Linked DNA regions of Rattus norvegicus: all the other regions are linked to region 1. The links are chromatin contacts, called in public Hi-C maps. All regions are on one chromosome and are shown on one strand. The core of a region is the stretch at or near the end of the contact, and the rest is flanking DNA. Distances in the headings are between cores, read along the strand shown.

Evidence for each region. Hi-C and Micro-C count contacts between places; a contact is called where the count stands out from the background.
Region 2: a Hi-C map of liver shows a contact between it and region 1, with 8 times the contacts expected there. The contact joins two enhancer-like sites. A contact is called at or near these places in 2 of 12 Hi-C or Micro-C datasets (both in liver).
Region 3: a contact with region 1 is called in a Hi-C map of liver, with 4 times the contacts expected there. The contact joins two enhancer-like sites. A contact is called at or near these places in 2 of 12 Hi-C or Micro-C datasets (both in liver).

What each region holds. Positions count from the first base shown.
Region 1 is chr2:112,448,894-112,452,406 of GRCr8, forward strand. All of the region lies in intron 2 of Fndc3b (fibronectin type III domain containing 3B), which reads right to left. Among named protein-coding and RNA genes, the nearest start is that of Fndc3b, 26 kb to the right of the region's middle. Within about 2 kb of position 1,833, at least 25 of the 93 cell types and tissues checked have an H3K27ac peak or open chromatin away from gene starts, as enhancers often do. A contact at or near this core is called in liver, where this site is marked.
Region 2 is chr2:112,601,588-112,605,100 of GRCr8, forward strand. No RefSeq gene overlaps it. Among named protein-coding and RNA genes, the nearest start is that of Fndc3b, 130 kb to the left of the region's middle. Within about 2 kb of position 1,659, at least 23 of the 93 cell types and tissues checked have an H3K27ac peak or open chromatin away from gene starts, as enhancers often do. A contact at or near this core is called in liver, where this site is marked.
Region 3 is chr2:112,313,586-112,317,098 of GRCr8, forward strand. The region is part of intron 8 of Fndc3b (fibronectin type III domain containing 3B); the gene reads right to left. All of the region lies in intron 1 of LOC134485892 (a long non-coding RNA gene), which reads left to right. Among named protein-coding and RNA genes, the nearest start is that of Ghsr, 120 kb to the left of the region's middle. Within about 2 kb of position 1,821, at least 3 of the 93 cell types and tissues checked have an H3K27ac peak or open chromatin away from gene starts, as enhancers often do. A contact at or near this core is called in liver, where this site is marked.

The DNA of each region.
Region 1 (3,513 bases), core at 583-3,082:
GTGTGGGCACGCAAACAAAATCGTTTTGTTGGGAAGCTACCATTTAAGTCCCATGAGCTGTGAAGACACAGCTGAGTGGTATTTACCCACCTCACACGAGGCATGTGTCTGGGACCCAACTTACTCCAGATTCCCCTAAAAGCCCAGTCACTGGCTTGGGTCATTCAAAGAGATGGCAAGGCATGGGGCTAGCCTGGGCAAATGAACTAGCCGTCCTGATGCCAAGCTCTTCACACCACAGAATCACTTCAGCCGATCAGAAACCTCTTACAAGTTGCAAAGCAGCTTCTTGTGCAGACAAAGGAGCTCCCAAACCTAACCGTAGAGTCGTTCACAAAAAAGGAACACCATCAGGAAGTCGATTCCATACTCACCACAGTGAGATAGAGAAAAATATGAAGTTAACTCAGACTCCAGTAACTTCACTGACAAATCACCTAAGGGTGTTTACCCCCATCCAAATTTGGTTTCATTTGGGCCCAGGCAGTACTGGCTTTTGAAGCACTAAAGGCCGGGAGGTCCTCTTCCCCAGGTTTTAAGTAAGTCAGAGAACAATTTCTTGTTAAAGCCTGGTTTACACTGAAGAAGTTGACACTATAGTCTCCCTCAGCCTGTAAACCCAGCTATGACGCTGTTCACACCAAGAGGCAACCTAATATCCCTGGAACCTGCATGAAGTTGTTGAAAAGAGATAGCCTCTGATTCTGTCCGTCCATACCTAACAAACACAACGGAAAGGACAAATGCTTTTGAAGAAACAGTAGGTTCTGCAAGCTGAGCCACAGGCTGGGGGAGGGGACAATGAGGAAATTCAGTGTGGATGCCTCCCTCTCAATGGTGTCATTCACAGCGCCCATCAATGACTCTGTTCCCACCCTCTGCTGTGGAGAATGGCAGAATCAGGGAGGGCTGAGGAGGAGAGAAGGGAAGGTGCTGTAAGGGAATCAACGCTCAGTGTCTCTACGTTACTCTATGGTTACTTCTCGTGTTTCCTGCCACAGGCCACACAGGCCACTGTCATTTCAAGGTCTGGAGCCACTTCACAAGTTAGCAGAGTAATGCCATTGTGAAGAGACTGCAATTACTCTGGACAAAATCATCAGCAATGGAGCGCCTTTAGACAGTGTCTTTAATGAAGTAATGGTGCTTTCTAAGCAATTTAGTCTGCTTTGCCTCAAACTGTCATGATAGTTACCTATTTTTTTCAGGCCTTAAAACATGAAAAGTTTCATCATAAATAGAGGATTATTATGATAGTCCTTCAAAATTTAAAGATGTTTCACTGGGAATGTTGGTCAATGGCAGAGTGCCTGTGTAAAACACTAGGTGTGGGGGCGGGGGGGGAGGGAGCAGGAGAGAGGAGAATGAACATGCACAGGAGCAAGTCAGGAAAAGGAAGAAGTGACTAAGTGCTTCTGTAAAGCAACCAATGGGCTTTGAGTATCCGTGTGATGTAAGGTTTCTGAGAGCGTTGAAAGCATGTTAACTCGTCATAATTAAACTCTCACTAGAATAGTAAAATCTTAAGGAATCCCACTTGGCATAGCACAAGCTAGCCATGAGTCCACACAGAAGCCACACTGTACTGTGGGAGCAGTGTGGAGGGCGCTGTTCCCGTCTCTGCTGACTTCCTAGTCTAATCTTAGCACTAGGAAAAGCTTTGCCTTCCAAACCAGCCCTGCTGTGCTCCCTCTACCTGCTCCTCACTAGCCCAGAGCAAAGGTGGACCAACTGGCAGTGGCCCAGAAGGCTGGCTCTAGGAACAGACAGACCTCAGGCCTTCCAGGAAGTGGAGTGTTTGTTTTGGCAGGAGGATTCTGCAGAGAGCAGAGAAACGGCCCAGATAAAGAGATGGCATGTGTGCACAGGAAGGAAGGCTACCCTGCCAGCGTGTCGGCTCAGACAGGAACACGAAAATAACGAGATGCACGCTGCCCTCTATTAATTCCTGCCTGGAAGTGAAGGCCAGAATCCATATTGATTTCCAAGACCCTTTCCCCTGACAGTTGTTATACAATTTTGTCTGGCCAAAGAAGAAAAACTCTTCGGTCTCTGGTGTAACGGGTACAGTATGGTCCAAGAGACGAACTGCTGTGCCCTTTGGTGGCCTGCTTCAATACTTATGATTCATATTTCACGGAAAACATTGAGAAACAGTCCATCAGAACTGAATCTGCTTTCACAGCGTGTTGTATGTTTCCTGTGTTTTTCTCCCTTCGTTATCACCAAGGACATTCCCATAAAAACAAAATCCTCGTCCCTCAAAGCAACCATATTCTTTAACATTAATCTACACTCCCCTTCCAAGCCGCTACTTGATGACATTATAGTGAGTTTCTTTTTTCAGTTATGCCATAATGACGGTCAGAGAAAGCTATGTGGCAAATCACTTCAAGTGCAAACAAGAGGGCGGACCTCAGTATGAGAGCCAGTACGCAACCCTAAGCTTTCCTCACTAGCAAGCATGGAGGCATAAATCAGCTCAATCCCGGGATCCACACTGAAAGGCGATGCACCTGTATTTCCAATGCTGGGGGACGGAGACTGTGGATCCCGGGCCACTGCAGAGACAGCCTCGCCTCGGCACTGGGGAAAGGTAGAGACCTGCAGAATGATACCCACGCTTGTCCCATTGCCTCTGTCAGCACACACGGTCATACACAGCCACAAGTATCCGTGAGCACCCATGTGAACATGCAAACATGCAAACATTCATGCATGTGCACCACACACACACAAACATGCATGCACATGCCTACACTCACAGGTGAAGGGAAAACTGTCCCTCTTGGCCCTGTACCTTTCCTTTCCCAACAATGAGAATGAAGTCCCAACTCGGAAGCTAAGTCTAACTGTGACATTGAACAAAAACAGTTTAAGTTGTAAGTCAGTATTTCTGCTTCCCACTATCTCTTGTCCTGAATCAACAGGTGCATCACAGTTCCACCGGCAAGGTGAGGGTCTCCAGCCGTGCCAAGAAGCAGTGCTTCTGGCCTTGTCACCTGAGGCCCCGAGTCCTCCTGGATAACTCTTGTAACGTGTGTGCGTGACAGAAAACCACAGGGCATGATGATGAAGAAGTCGGGCTACGCAATCCACCTCACCAGGGATGAAAAGCAGTCTTTGCTGCTCTCAGGCCACGAGCTTTCAGAACATGAAGCAATCATCAGAAGCCTCAGCTTCCTCATGTGTCTGTCGCACTCACTAAAGGAGAACACATTCAATACAGCCCAAGAGTGGAATAAACGATACAGCAACAGGGATGAAATCACGATTAATGGAAGGAAGCCACAAGACCCTGTGCCTGAAGTTGCCATGGATAGCCAGTCCCACATTCTATGGGACTGTACTCAACACATGACCAACAGAGCCCAGAGCACTCCGCTGAAGGCTGCTGAATTTCATGCTGGAGGGACCTGCCTGAGCTGGTCTTAGTTCTTAACTTGCCTTCTCCATTTCTAGGGTCACCCCGCTGCTCTGCCCTCTCTAAAACCCCAGCCCAGAAGGTGGTTC
Region 2 (3,513 bases), core at 409-2,908, 150 kb after region 1:
CCACACACAAAGATTCCAAGATTTAAAATACTTCTTAAGAAGAGGCAATACGTTTGTGAGTCAGGATTATATTAAAAGCAGATAGGAAAGATGGGTTTTCGACTCCAGTATGCAAGGAGGGGCAAGTCAGAAGAAGAAATTGCCTTGAGGAACTGAGCCGGATGGAAGGATGTGTAGCTTGGAGGTAAATTTTTGAGAAGTAACCATGTAGTTTGTGAGTATTAGAAATGTGAATGTCAAACAGCCAAACAACGGGGTCGGGAGAAAGGGGCCTAAGCGATCGGCCTCTTTCTGCCGTGAGTTCCACCAGAGAAGTCTTCATGGTGGAGGCAGTCTTTGAAAGTCATGAGAAGGACAAAATGGAGGGTCCTTGCTCTGAGATATATGAACTGGGGAGTGGTGTGCATCTGTGTCTGAGGCAGAACTTTCTAGAAGTAGCTGGATCCAAGCCCAGGCAGGGACGGGATAAGTGTTTGTAGATGATGCATACACATCTCTCAGTTCCAGGCAGTCTTCTGGCTTACTGCCTGTCAGTGTGGCCCTAACACCTCACTGCAGGGTTCCAGAATGATCTTCCCTGGAATAGTGTATCGGGAGTGTCGTCTGCTAGGGAGATGAAAATGCTGGTCTACTCTTTTTAGGATCTCCTGGGCCTAGTCATGGTAACTGCAGTGGACAAGAACAGGGGTGTTTGACTCAATCCTGTGTCTTTGTGGGTAGTATTGTTCTGTGCATCCATCCATCCCTTAGCATTGGCTATGGGCATTCTCTCTATTGTGAGTTTCCCTTTACTTATGTGATTGGAATTGGGTCTGGAGGTGTGTGTGTGTGTGTGTGTGTGTGTGTGTGTGTGTGTGTGTGTATAGAATTTTGTTTGTCAGTTCCACATGAAAGACCATTTTCTTTTAGGTAAGGTCTCTAGTCACCTGCTAGATTATTGATGGCACAAAGACCAAAATAGCCTTAACTGTCTGCCAGAGACCAGAGAAAGCCTGCTGGTAGACAGCTAACAACTGTGTATGCTTTCAACATGATGAAAATTTCATCTTTCAGACGCATCCTTCTTCTCTTATGACAGAGAAATTTCATTATATTCTTAAAACAATGTGACATGAAAAATTTTGTTCAAAGATTCTTTTTTTTGGTAAGGTCAATTTACAACCTTAATTAAAATGGATTCACGAGTGTTTATGCAATTCTTCTAGAAATGACTATTACTGGATTAGGCAGTAATGAGTATTTTATAGAAGAGTCAATACGTGCTGTGTGTTTTCAGACTTGCCATCTGGTTCTAGTCTCTGTTTGGCAACAGGGTTTTATACGTGGCTTGGTTCGTGCAGCCAAGAAACCTCTCATACTTTGCAATTTGCCACTCTGTTTCAAAGACCTACTTAGAGGTTCACGCTTGTAGCACAGGCTGCCGGATTTAAGTGTCTTAAGTTAGAGTCTCAGGGGCCCGAAATATCTCTTGTACCCACACATTTCCTGGTAGGCCAAACTTCACAAAATAAACACAGATGACCTCTCGCCCATCCAGGCTTCCGGAAAGTTTAGAAATGATGCAAGTCCTTGGCAATGTGATATGACACACTGCTGTGCCTGTGCTGAATGTGAACTTCCTCCACCCTGAACCGGCGTGGACAAACAAGCTACTTTGGCCCTGCTGTGGACTCAGAATCTGATGGACTTGAACAAAACTACATGCTAAGAGGGTGGCCTCTGCTCTGGGAGGGAGGAGCCACAGGGGAAGCCTCCTGGTCGAGTCACAGTAACAGTCAAGGCAGAGAAGAAAAGAGAAGCTAGTTCTCCCAATTGTACCTCAATTTCCCTTTCTTTCTCCACCTCCCTAGTGTGCAGGAATGGATGTCTGGAATTGATCAGGGTTCTCCAGAGTGACTGAGAGGGCACCACCACACATGACATTGGCTTTGCTCATTCTCTTTACAGGAGTGTGAGCTGGGACACCCCTGCCCTGTTCCATGCCTATCGCTTTGTCACTTTGCCATTAAGCTGGCTCTCAGCCCAGCTTCCTTCCCAGGGTAATTTATCCTGATTTCTCATTCAATAAATGTAAATACATATGTGAGTACTGACTGGTATCTTCTGTCTCCTTTACCCTCTTTTGATTATTCTGTGTACTGTACCTAACGCCAAGTTGGAATTATTTATTTCCTTGAAGTTTGTTTTGTTTTCATTAAGATTTTTTTCTCCTTCTAAGTCCTGAATATTCTCTTTTCACTAGGCCCAAAAAGGTAATGTATACTTAGAAGTATTTATGTTGCAGAACTAGGCACATCTGATTAAAGAAGCTTAATTGTTAACGATTGGTGTGGGCTACTGTGGTTTGTACCGGAAATGCTTGTCTCTTGGCTCCTGGCTCTATTTTTTTTTTTTTTTTTTTTGGTTCTTTTTTTCAGAGCTGGGGACCGAACCCAGGGCCTTGCGCTTCCTAGGTAAGCGCTCTACCACTGAGCTAAATCTCCAACCCCTCCTGGCTCTATTTTGAAGGTTATAGAGCATGTATAGCAGATGTAGGTCACTAGAGTTGGGCCTTTGAAACCTATGTCTGTCACATGTTCCAGCTGTGTGCTATCTGCTTCCTGGCCTGTGCCGTGAGAGCCACCACAAACTCCCACCGTGTGAACTAAGCTGGATTCTTACCATGATGGACTGAGACCTTCTGAAATGAGGGGCTATGATACATCTTCCCTCTCTTGTTTCTGTCAGAAAGTTTGGTCAACTGACCTGGAGAAACTGTTACAGACTGTGGGCAGTGTTGCTGTGATAAACCTGACCCTGTGGTTCTCCGACCTTGGGAACTGATTTCCAGGAGAGATGTGGAGGAACTGGAACTGCAAGATAGAAAAGTTCTAGGCTGTTGTAAGCTGAAACTTAAGATGTCATTCTGACAGACATTGGAAGACCACAGAGCTCACAGGAAGGTGGCTAGGAGAGGTTGGGACCTTAAGATGTCAGGGGAGATCAAAACAAAAACAAAAACAAAACAAACAAATAAAAAAACAAATACAAACTATCAGGGGTTGCATTAGAAGCCATTGGTGTTATGTGCTGAAAAAAAAATCGTCTTTACACTCTGTTGAAGGTGAGTGAAACTGAATTAAAGATGTACTAATTAATTTAGTGGGAGGAATGTCAACATAGCATGATGCTCAGACTATGAAAGTTATTGAATGCTGGTTTTAGCCAGATTTACAGTGAGAAATGGGAGCAAAAAGTGAGGCAGAAAGATGTGTGCGTGCGTGTGTGCGTTCGTGTGTGTGTGTGTGTGTGTGTGTGTGTGTGTGTGTGCGTGTGCAAGCGTGGTTTAGGGCGCTGGTGAGACGGCTCAGCAAGTAAAGGTATTTACTTGCTGAACAAGCCTGGTGAATTGGGTTTAAGCCCTGGAACCCACATAAAGGCAGGAAAGGAGAACAGACTCCACAAAGTTGTCTTCTGATCTTCTAGCACACACAGTCCTTTATAGACACACCTCTTACATGTATGCAGCAATGC
Region 3 (3,513 bases), core at 571-3,070, 140 kb before region 1:
TTCATAACTGTGCTCTGGGCTGGTCAACTAGGCTTTTGGAAATGGCTCAAAATAACAGTTTTCTGGGAAATATCATTCCATGATGTCACTTCTGGGTAGCTTCTTGGACAAACTGTTCATGGTGGTGACTGGAAAAGTGCCACTAAGTTGGTCATGAGCTTGCTGTGCACCCCATCACTTCAATACCCCACAGGCTGACAGAAAGTGTTCTTCTGTTTCTTAAGCAAAGTTCCAATTTATTTTTAAAAAGGCTTTAATATACCTTGAAACACAGGAATAAAGGGTCAAGGGAGGTGATGGCAGCCACCCATGTCCTACATGGCTGTAGCACAGGCTTCTTACAAGTCACTGTCTAATGTGTAAGTTCTGGCTTCCCATAGTAGGAATCATCTTAATACCACTGTTGACTTCATAAAACTGTCAACTAAAGAAGGAAGACACTCTCTGAGAAATGCCTGGGGACATTTGCAGATATGAAAATCTATGTCTAGCTAAGCGCAAGTATTTGAAGAAGCATTTATTTATATGATTTACCTCTTTCCTTTAAAATAATTAGTGAATAGGTGAGGTGTGTACATGTGTGTCCAGCTACACATGTGTGTAAGCATGTATGCAGAGGCCAGGACAAGTTTGGGCATCTTTCTTTCAGAATCTACCTATTTTATCTTTGAGACAGAGTCTCTCATTGGCCTGGAGCTCAGCCATCAGGTTAGGCTGGCTGGCAGTGATACCTGGGGACCTGCTGTCAGGGCCTCAGCACCGGCTGTCAAGCATGTGGGGTGGTGGCTGTGAAGCATGTGGGGTGATGGCTGTCAATCATGTGGGGTGGTGGCTGTGAAGCATGTGGGGTGGTAGCTGTCAATCATGTGGGGTGGTAGCTGTGAAGCATGTGGGGTGGTAGCTGTCAATCATGTGGGGTGGTAGCTGTGAAGCATGTGGGGTGGTAGCTGTGAAGCATGTGGGGTGGTAGCTGTGAAGCATGTGGGGTGGTGGCTATCAATCATGTGGGGTAGTGGCTGTCAATCATGTGGGGTGGTGGCTGTCAACCATGTGGGGTGGTGGCTGTCAAGCATGTGGGGTGGTGGCTGTCAAGCATGTGGGGTGGTGGCTGTCAATCATGTGGGGTGGTGGCTGTCAAGCAAGTGGGGTGGTGGCTGTCAATCATGTGGGGTAGTGGCTGTCAATCATGTGGGGTGGTGGCTGTCAAGCATGTGGGGTGGTGGCTGGCTTTGTAACATGGGTCCTGGGGATCCTGCTGATAACCTTTCTCACTAAACCATCTCTCTAGAAAAAATGAGGCTTTCTCCCTCGCATTTTAGCATGTAACTCAGTGCCTTTGTTTCCCCTTCACTTCAGCTTCCCTCAACGATAGAGCAGGTTTCACTTTAGTGGTTTTATACAACACATAACATTATTTCCCTAGTAGAATACTAATTATACTTTACTAATTATAAATTGATTCTTTTTAAAACATTCTATCAGTTAATTAAAAGTGATTATTTCAACAAAAATCTAAGAAAAGACCTAAATTTTACAAAGCAGTGCATACATTATATGTAAAGGTCTTTTTTCTTCAATCATACAACAACAACAACAACAACAACAACAACAACAACAACAACAACAACGTGGTGTATGTGTTTATAGAAAAAAGTAGAAACATTTTTAAAATCTTGAAATGACTGTGGGCAGAATTTTCCACATGGCTCGTGGTTCAGAGGTCAAGTGTCAATAAAAATAGCTACAGGCACACAATCAATAGCAGTGCCTGAAGATGCCCTGGTCTCAGGAAACTGCACTGATCTGAGGTAAGAGCAAAGAAGCCGGGAGCTGTTTCTGCCCAGGTGACCAAGCACCAGGCAGCTCATGCTAAGACTCCACAGAGGGGAGCTCGCTCCTTCTACAGACAGTTTTACATCGGTAGACTCATGGCCTACCACACAGCGGGGGAGGGAGCAGAAAGTGAGGTATCATGCAACCATATCAGACAATCTGTGCTCAGGATAAAACCTGAGCAGAAAAACCAAAGGAAACCTGAGGCCGAGGGCCACCGAGAGGCGATGGGAACAGGGAAGGTAATGGGCTGAGAGGAGCAAAGCCCAATGGTGGAAGAGGAAACTATCCAAACAAAGCCCAGTATTGTCCACAGAAGCTGCAGGAAACCTAGTAATTAGAACAAGGAACTCGGAAGCCTAACGTCAGTCAGTACACAATTAACAATGAAATATTCATGTGCTGAGACTTCTGTAGGTCTCAATCAAGATGTCTAATATTAAGAATGGGAAGGGGCCCCCTCACTGGTCGAGCGCTTGGCCGGCACTGCTTAAGCTAGGCATGGCGGCACACACCTGTAATGCCAGCACGTGGGAGGTGGGTGCTGGAAGAGGTCATCTCTAGCTTCAGAGACCTTTTTCCAAACCACGAGACAAATGAAATATCAACGGAAGTGGGAAATGCTGTTACGAGAAATATCCCTGTTGTCTTAGCTGTACGGGTAACATCTAAATCCTTAGTAAAAGGGGCATGGGCCTAGCTGCTCTTTTTGTGGCTGTGGGATGACACCCATCTTCACAGCAAATAGTATTTCCACACAGCCCACTGTGCTCTAACTGGTGACCACTGAATTTATGATTACCACTGACATCTCTGAAACTTTGAAGGTTCTCTGTATTATCACAGACAACAAGAGATCATGTGATGCTCAGGCCCAACTGATACCGCTAAGCAGAGTTCATGCGCCTCAGGGTAGTGCGGGCTGGGGAGACTGTTAGAGCCTCCGGGGCAGGACGACACCCAGAAGAATGTCTCCTAGGAATGTCAGGGAAGCTTCGCCCATGCAGACTGAGAACATGGCTGCCTAAAGAAGACATGAGGAAGGATGACGTCAGTAGGCATGCCAATGTGGAAGCAGAAAGCTCCACACATCAACCCTAGACAAAGACCTACAGGCACATAAAGGATGCTGAGCGACGGAGAAACAGTCTTCTCAGGAAAGAACTTTCCTTATGGTTATCCAAACAATCAGCTCTGAAAACACACACACACCCATGCATACATGAATACACACATATACATATATACACATACATAACACACACATACACACAAGTAGCATTACATGGACTAAGCAGGTTTTGTGTGTATGTAAGTATACACATGTTTGAGATACACACACGTATATAAGGGAGCCATATGGGAGGGGTTGGAAGGTAGAAAGGGAAGGGAGACATGATATGATTACAATTTAAAAAAATAAACTATTATAAGAAGATTTAGAGACCAAATATTCTCCAAGATTCCTTTGTGTTGAGAGAAAGGAGAGACAGGAGGGTAAGGAAAAGGGCAGATTCGTCACGACATTCAAGTTTCTTAAGAACATTGTAAGACATCAAGGAACAGGAAATTAGCGAACTAGCCCTTTAATAGAGCACTGACAGTAACATTAGAACACGGAGCAATGGAAATGTGTGCGGGCCAAGAAACCGACTGCATTTCCATGGCTGCTTTGTGGCT